Linked DNA regions of Mus musculus: region 2 is linked to region 1. The links are chromatin contacts, called in public HiChIP or PLAC-seq maps. All regions are on one chromosome and are shown on one strand. Each heading gives the region's core, a stretch centred on a gene start, on an enhancer-like site or on the middle of the called end of the contact. The rest is flanking DNA. Distances are from core to core; before and after follow the strand shown. Region 1 has its middle 35 kb from the start of Gm11998. Region 2 overlaps Ikzf1 (IKAROS family zinc finger 1).

Region 1 (4,383 bases), core at 1,165-3,664:
CTACACTTTGGGTGGATCCACACCCTTTCAAGGCTTTTGGGATCATGAGAACACACACTTCTGTCCTCTCTTGAGACAGTTCTTCTTGGAGTGTCTCCTAATTCCATCAGCGCTGTCTCTCCCTGTGCTTGTCTTAGCTGTTTTGTGTATGGGTTACTTGAGAGAGGCCCTTTTATTTTTCTACTGATAAATTCATTATTAAATAATTCTTGAAGATACAGGCCACTGATTTTCTGCAATTTGCATCACCACACTTTAACTTATGTTGAAAGCTGAGCCTTTTGGTCCTTTTGTTTTAGAAGCATATTAATATTTCTGTGACCTTTAGTAGAAGGCAGTTGAGACATATCCTTTTAAATAGCAAACCAAGAAAACCAATGACCTAAAAGGTATGTTTCTGACCCTAGTTTGATGAGAAAATTAGGAAAGATAAGTTCTTTTTCAAAACAAACATAGTCAAGGGAACTTCTAAAGTCCAAGGACAATGAGAAATGCACATACATGCACACTCATACCTGTAAACACACACACACAAACATACACACACACACACACACATAAATATACACACACACAAACATACACACACACAAATACACACACACACACACACACACACACAGAGAGAGAGAGAGAGAGAGAGAAGCACTTTGCAGGAATCTAATCAGACACAACTTTTGATATGCTACTTTTGACTCTACTTTCTAAAAATCTCATAATTTACATAATTCATTCACATTTTTAGAAAATATAAACTCATCCATTTACAATTACAAAATTTTAAATATTGATCAGTACTCATAAAACCAAAGAGGAAGATAAGAAAACTGCCTCTGCAGAAGACACAGGGCTGTGTCAAGGCACAGACTAACAGCAAGTTCCCTATACTTTCTCTTGCTTTTCTGCTCTCAGTTTTGGCCACTGTTGACCCAAAATTCATGGGACCCAATTTGTCCAAGACAGCTGGATTTTCTTTTGCAACTCTGAACACCTGATATTCTGGCTGACTGCAGGAAAGAGATGAACACCTGATGTTCTGGCTGACTAAAGGATAGAGAGATATAGTATTTTCTTTCACCCCTGCCTACAGATCTGAGAGGAGCTCACCGGTGGATAAACGCCATGCTCTAAAGTTGAGTTTCTTTCTAGGGCCTGAGCTGGAATGGGGGCCTTACACTCTGCGTGTGGGATCCACGGAAGCAAAAAGAAACTCAAGGATTTCCCTAGACAGCAGTTCTTCCAACAACATTGAACACCCTTAGGATGCCTTGTTTGCTTAGGCTTTAGATCTTGAAAGACAAATGTGTGACTGTTCACACTAGTCTTAGAAACATCCCATGAAAGGACTCTCGGGACATCAACCTAGAAAACAGATTTCCAGAGATTCTAGGGAGACCTTTGGCTACGTTTGTAATTGAGTGTTGACAGGATCATACGAAACCATAGCATCAGGAGCATTATTGGCCCTCCAAATCTGCCTGTTCTGTACCCAACCAACTATGTATTCAAAATATTTAGGGAAAGCTATATGAGTCTATACCCAATATCTCCTACCTTTTATGCCTTAATTACTTATTACTAATATAAAACACCTACTTATATAAAATTTGATTGTATTAGGTATTATAATCTAGGGTTGGTAGTGTACATGAGAAAGCATGGGTAGGTTATGTGTACATTCTGACATGTCATCTTAGCCACTTGAGTATGTAGAGCCTGCCATCCATAGGGTCTTGAAACAAGCCTTCCCCCAAAGATACTAAGACAGTTTGCATTTACTAGAACGCTGGCTTTGTTTTGGAGTTGCTGATCTGTGACCATTGTTTCTAGTAGGGGACTGACAATATACTGTTCAGAAACATCATCAGTTCCTCCTCCTCCCTTTATTTGAGAGTCTCTGTTTGATTTCTGCTTTGCACAGAACGCTTCCAGCCCCAGTAGTGTCCCAAAACTCATCAGTCACTCAAGAGAATCTATGGCTATGCTTTGCATGGGCAAGTTACTACGGAGGGCTATGAACTCCACCAGAGTCTGCAGCCTTGATTTGACATTCTGCAAAGTTGATTTACATGAACTCCAGTCAAATGCTGTACAACTTAGAACCCCCATAACTTGTGCCTGAGGCCCTTCCTCTCCCTTCCCTTCTCTGCTCAGATATCTCTTCCTGTGTGTCCCCACAGGGTGCTCAGTGAGTCTGCCTTTATCTTTTATCTGTGGCTCTGCCCACAGAAGACACAATGAAAACGGTCTTCCAGCACTGGAAAAATAGATTTACACCCAACATGTGTTAGCGTCTTGTTTCCAAAGTGTGAATGTGACAAAATAAAGCTGTTTCCATTACAGCCTACAGACTAGAATCAGCAGAGCTTGCCCTGGAAACCCACACAGGGTAGCCTGCAACATCTGGGGCTGGCAGGAGGAAGCCAGCCCCGCCCCAACCTGTAACCACAATAAGCAGTTTAGATAGAGGGCTACAGGGACTCTCCGTGCCAAACTTCAACAAGTGTGAGGAAATGTCCTTTACAGAGGATGAAGCAGGAAATATTTTAACAGCAATTTAGAGTATATTCAGAATCACTTATAGTGAATGAAATAAACAAGCACAATCTAAAAAAATGTGTGCATTAATTAATTAATTAATCAGTGTTAAACTGTCTTAGTATCTTTGGGGGAAGGCTTGTTTCAAGACCCTATGGATGGCAGGCTCTACATACTCAAGTGGCTAAGATGACATGTCAGAATGTACACATAACCTACCCACGCTTTCTCATGTACACTACCAACCCTAGATTATAATACTTAATTATAACCTAATTAATTAATCAGTGTTGTTTCTGAATACCATTTGGGTAGATTGAATAAGGAAGAATTTATAATGTTACAAAACTAAAACAATCAGGAGTGAAAATGATGGTAGCTGCTGAAAATATTTGCATTTTCCTGCAGTATTATAAGAATACTTTCTGGATCCCCCTAGATCCCATGCCCTGTGAGTCAGTGAGGCTCCCCCAGTTCCAAAGTAATCCATGTATTTTCATTTCCGCAAAGACAAGTACTTTTTTAGGCAAGGATATGCTACTAATGTCTACTAAATTATCCTTTATGTATATTTATTTAAAGTGTCACTGGAATCTCACTCTGTTCACCAGTGACTCCCTGGCCTGTATGTTCTCTGCCAACTGAACGGAAAGATATGCACAGTTTGTAGAATGGAAGAAAGTTTATTACAGACCCTTGTGTAGGAAATAGAATTTATTACAGAAAGAAGTGAACCACTCTTAAGGGAGAGAATGAGCAATGACCAAAGGGCTCACTGCTCAGATTTACATTATAAAGCAGGATTCCTACTGGTTATTGAACTACAGGGCAGCTTCCTGTAGGGTAGTGATAGACAGTTTCATTTACATTAACTCTTAAGGGAAGCTGCAATAGCATGTAATGGTGTATATGCTATTACATTATTATTTGTCTATTCGTATACATATACATACAGACAGACACATACATATACATGCATATACATATATGGAACATGTATGTGGAGGTCAGAGCACAGCTTGTAGGAACTGGTTCTCTCTTTCTACCGTGTATGTCCTAGGGTTGTACTCAGGACCTCAGGCTTAGTGGCCAGTCCCTTTTCCTGCTCAGGGATCTTGCTGGTCTGCATGTAGGGTTTTAATCTTTGAGGTAGATGAGAAGGCCTTCTTACACCCAGGGTCAGAGGTATAGATGAATGGGAGTCCATCTTTTAGGCCAGGAAGGGAGAGCTTTCCATTCATGACCCTCCACAAAGCCCAGAAGTATCTGTATTTTTTTTATTGCAGTTTCAATATTAAGGTAATTGTGGTGTTTTTATTTCTAGTGCCACCAGGAAAACAACAGGTGAGGCCCAAAGTCAACTATGGGGGGGGGGGTCCATCCTCAAGGCCGTTTTTATTTATGTAGCTACCTAACATACGTGTGTATGGGTAGCACACCTCTTAGAAATGACAATACTTTAATTTTTAGAAATGCATTATAGTTAAGAGAAAATTGTTAGAGTCAATGTGCTGAACTTCGGCTATGGCAGGCTCATGGTCACTGAGGGCTCTTGGCATGAATATGTTATAGTGACTCTTTACATTGCTCCTCATTGCTTCTTGACCCCCTCAGGAACTTCCCCTTCATTATGCCTTGAAGTTCTATTGAATGAATGAATGTAAATCCTAGCAGTATGTTTACATCTATAATCCTAGTGTGGTTTATTCATTTTTAATAGGTGACTTGGGTCGCTCTTTCTGAGAGTAGGAGGCAAACCTCAGCCTCGTTCAGGTTGATTGTGGAAGCCACAATAAAGAGCTGACTACCCCAGCAAGATAAGAGCAAAGACCAAAAAATACTGTT
Region 2 (4,113 bases), core at 758-3,257, 190 kb before region 1:
ATCTGTTTTCTCTCTTCTCATCTAAGCTAAGAAGAGTAAAAGTTAGGTGCAAGCACTCACTGAGAGGCTGTACAGGGTCAGCCTCTCTCAGATCTGGCAGATGAATATCAGATTGAGATACACTCAAAGGGAGACTGAAGGGTGCATATCCTAGAATGCACCTTCTCAGAGTTCAATCCCATTTCCTTCTGTCTGGGTTCTGCACAGATTGTCCAGTGCTCAGTCATGGACTTAGCCTCCCCTGCTTAGCAACATCCCATTTTCAGCTCAGCCTTGAGCAGGCCTATCCTTCTATTGGCTTTTCCCTTGGACTCTGCCAAGCCTCATACTGGCTTGGCTTTTTCTAGGTGTTTGTGCATTTAGCCTGGAATTCCACCTTTCATTCTGGGTTCCCTTCTCTCTCTGTCCCAGCTTCCCTATGGTCACATTCAAACAGAGTGGTGCTCTGGATTTTATCACAGTTTGGCCACAATCCCCAGCTTGCCAGCTGGGAAGGAGAGCACAGCTCTGTTCTCTTCTAGGCCACAAGTGACAAGAGCAAACCCAAACCAGGGGGAAACTCACCAGAAAGAAGGAAGATGTATTACTGAGCAAAGGAATAGAGTATTGAGCCATCACTTTTCTTTATAGTTGCCCATCTGCTCTCTAGACATCAACCTGGACACTGTCCCACAGGAAGGCCTTTATGAGGCCCTAGAGTTCTGTGTCAGTGCAATCGGCTCTGCCCTTCTTCCAGCAAACATCTGAGACTTGGTAAACTCAGGTTTGCCAGAAGAGGTCAATTGAGTGCTTCGTCAGCTTCAAATGGTTTCAGACACAACCACTTCAGAGAGCTGAGAGTTCTCATTATTAAAGAGATAACTTCAGAAGAACAAGCCACAGTGCCATTAAGTAGACCGTTCCGATGACTAAATCCCTGCTTTCCAGAAAGTTCTTCTTCGGGTCTGACTTAAATTCTTCAAGCAGCTCTTCAAATCTTTTTTTCTTCTTATTCAGACTTTGAAGAAAATGGAGGCCCAATAATGGTGCTTGTATTACTCTGCCTCTGACTGCCATTGTCCCAATTTTTATACATAGATCTATGGTGTCCTTTCAGCATTATTACAGAAAGCAGCAGTGTGTGAAACCCCAACTTTTCTAATCCTGGGAATGACCCACTAGCCAGTCAGGGGCTGGTTTCCAGTCTCTCACCACTTGTTTTCTAACTCTGTCTGTTCTTGTCTGGTACAGAGTCTCCTGGCATGGTCACAGCTGTCAGTAGCAGGCCCATTTCTCTCCACTGAGTGACCCAGGTTGTTGCGTCCTCACTGCTGGTCACTCCACAGGCTTGAGCTCTCAATCTGCAGTCAGTCTCCTCTTGTCGCTGTCCTTCTCTAACACATTTCTCTCTCTCTCCTGGCTGTTTTCAATTTTGCGTGTTTTATGGGTCCGTTTTTTATTAATGGACTCATCTCTTCCTTATGCTCTGTTGTCTGTCCTCATCTTACTACTGAGGCCGCATGGATCCCTTTTCTCTAGGAACAGTCCCTAGGAACATTTGTGCCTGCGATGCACCCACACACTTTCTCTCTCTTTTAGTCTGTCTGCCATTCTGTCTTCTGCTTTATTCATCTGGCCCACAAAGCCACTCTGGGGCATGCGGTAGTGCTCTCGCTCACATGAGGAAAATGGAGGCTCAGAGAAATGAGAAGTTCTGCCCTGAGGGTCACAGTCAGGGACCAGAATCTTGGATGTGTCCCTTCTGAGACTTGCCCTCCTGCCTCCCTGTTTCCATGGTGACTCTTGCTTGACCCTGTTGCCCTTTGATCCTATTCCAAACTCTCCTGATTCCTGGTCCCCTGTCCTTTTTAATCCATGATTCTCATGAGCCACTCCATAAGGCAGTGTGGTGAAGTATTGCTTCAACTTTATTTCCTGTAATTTGTGAATACCTCCTAGATATTACCCCATTCTATTTAATGTTATATTCTACACATTATGAAACTTACAGCCTATATATAGCCTACATGTGGAAATGGGTGGATTTCCTTCAACAATCACACAGGACAAGGCGGCCACCATGTAGTGTGGCTGGGGGTGTTCCAATGGTGGGTTTTCTCATCCCTTTCCCATGTACTATCTGTTCTCTGGGCTTTTGCTCTCAGTTTTTCTAGCAGGTGATGTTGTGGCTTCTAGTTGTCCACCAAAAACTTTGCTCTCTTTGTTTCTGAGGCTCACATCAAATAGCCTCCTCCTGTCTTCAGGGCCAAGTCAACTGCTACTGCCAAATCAGGCAAAACGTTTACCAAGGCATTTTAATTTTTCAAGTTTGAAATGATTACTTTCTAAACTTCATCTTGAAAGGAAATTGAACTGAAAATTGTACATGGTGACAGTCAGGGAGAGAAGACCCTGGGAATGACATGTTCTACAGAGTGCGCATACCAAGGGCACCTGGAACTGAGCACTTGATTTAGGATGCAAAGGCCCGTGAGGGAGCCAGCCAGCAGTGCCAGCGAAGCCTGCTCCCTGCTCACACTACACGGCCAAAGGGACAAGGTGCCCACAGCACTTGTGACCTATTCATCTATGACACGTGAAATACACACATCTTTCCCGCTCTCCAGGAACCAGCCTGGTTTTCGGTTCCTTAAATCACACCTACAGCATGATGATTCTGCAGAGGTTCCACAGCAGCTGTGGAAATTCTGGGCAAGCCCACCTCTTTCTCCACAAGAACTAAGTCCTTAGCCTGACTGTGAAGTAGGGGCTCTCCCTGTGTGGCATGGTCAAAGGACAATTTCTCCTGTTTCCCAGAATGAGCCTCTCGCTTGGTGATGAGAACCACAGGCAGGTTGTGACCATCTGTTTATGTTTTGAAAAGAACCCCTAGCATACAGGGTGTTTTCAGGACTAAGCAAAGGAGATCTATATGCTCCAACACTGGCCGAACTCCTTGATTTAAAGTGACCTTTAAATTAATACAAATGTATTTCATACAGTTCCATGTTGTTCAGCACATAGTAACACCAAGATCACCTGTAGTCAACAGAAAACCACCTTAAAAATAAACACATCAATTAAAGCAGATCACCCATATCCCAACTTGAGGAAACCCTGTTATGTGACTGACCTCAGAGGACAAGAGGGAATGAGCCCACCTACCTTATCCTACACAGCAGCCATTTCCTAACTGTGCATATGCTACAGCCTGCAGGACAGCAGGGTGAGCCACTTACCCATGCCTCGATCACTCTTGGAGTTCTGCTGTGCTCCAGAGGTAGTGGACAGGTCCTCAGGGACAGGCATGGGCTCATCCCCTTCATCTGGAGTGTCACTGACTGGGGGGCTCTCCTTTCCTGCAGACACAAATCAGAGCTTGAGTTTCTGGCAGGCGTTGTCAGCTGCTGGGAAAACCTCACTGCCTGGGCTTCACCTTGACAGCACTAGGGCAGACTGAAGGGGTACCTGCTCTGAATTAATGCTTCCCTGTTAGGACAAATACATATTTCTCTTCCTAGGAATGAATATCACTGCTAAGCACTAAATAGACATCAGAGGACAGAACAAAGATTTACAAAAGGAAAACAACAAAAAGCAAAACAACATCTGTGGCCTTAACTATTCCTGATACCAAATTACTACATAAATATTGATATATTATAGGGTCTATGTGGTGATATTTTTCAAAGCAAACTGGCTTTTAGACATCCTCAATACAATTTGTTGATACAAACCTATTTCTACAATTTTATTTATAGGGGAAATAAGGAATTAGGTTCATTGTTTTGCTTCTTTTGACTCTATATATTGTTTTGAGTCTATATAATCAATTTTGCACTGAACCTCCTTTCAGTCAATTTTGGACATATCCTTAAAGATCATCATTGTATACATCTTTGGAAATGTTACTGCTGGGCTAATGGTGGCTGTATTTCTGAGGCTCTTCTCGTGCTTTGACAAACTCAAAAGCATACAAAGATAAAAGTTTGTTACACATCATAAAGTAGGGTTCCCATTCTCCCTTCCTCTCCCGTTCTTCCTTCTTTGCTATTATTTGAAAACCTCACACATGCATATACAGCTTTTTTTGGTCCTTCCCTCTGCCTCCTTCCCTTCTGTGTTATTATTTGA

The links. HiChIP or PLAC-seq counts read pairs in DNA pulled down with a chosen protein or histone mark.
Region 2: a contact with region 1 is called in an H3K27ac HiChIP or PLAC-seq map of acute myeloid leukemia, with 2.8 times the contacts expected there. The contact joins two enhancer-like sites. A contact is called at or near these places in 12 of 39 promoter capture datasets (the C10 cell line, the HPC-7 cell line, cranial neural crest and 9 more), 1 of 15 datasets of contacts at CTCF or cohesin (CD8 T cells), 5 of 484 Hi-C or Micro-C datasets (CD8 T cells, the G1E-ER4 cell line, Th17 cells and 1 more) and 7 of 115 datasets of contacts at active chromatin or transcription factors (CD8 T cells, acute myeloid leukemia, bone marrow-derived macrophages and 2 more).

Annotation. Positions count from the first base shown.
Region 1 is chr11:11,520,027-11,524,409 of GRCm38.p6, reverse strand. No RefSeq gene overlaps it. Among named protein-coding and RNA genes, the nearest start is that of Gm11998, 35 kb to the left of the region's middle. Within about 2 kb of position 2,414, at least 95 of the 459 cell types and tissues checked have an H3K27ac peak or open chromatin away from gene starts, as enhancers often do. A contact at or near this core is called in acute myeloid leukemia, where this site is marked.
Region 2 is chr11:11,707,010-11,711,122 of GRCm38.p6, reverse strand. It overlaps Ikzf1 (IKAROS family zinc finger 1), which reads right to left. Exons shown (of 8, transcript NM_001025597.2): 3 at 3,219-3,338. Among named protein-coding and RNA genes, the nearest start is that of Ikzf1, 23 kb to the right of the region's middle. Within about 2 kb of position 2,007, at least 5 of the 459 cell types and tissues checked have an H3K27ac peak or open chromatin away from gene starts, as enhancers often do. A contact at or near this core is called in acute myeloid leukemia, where this site is marked.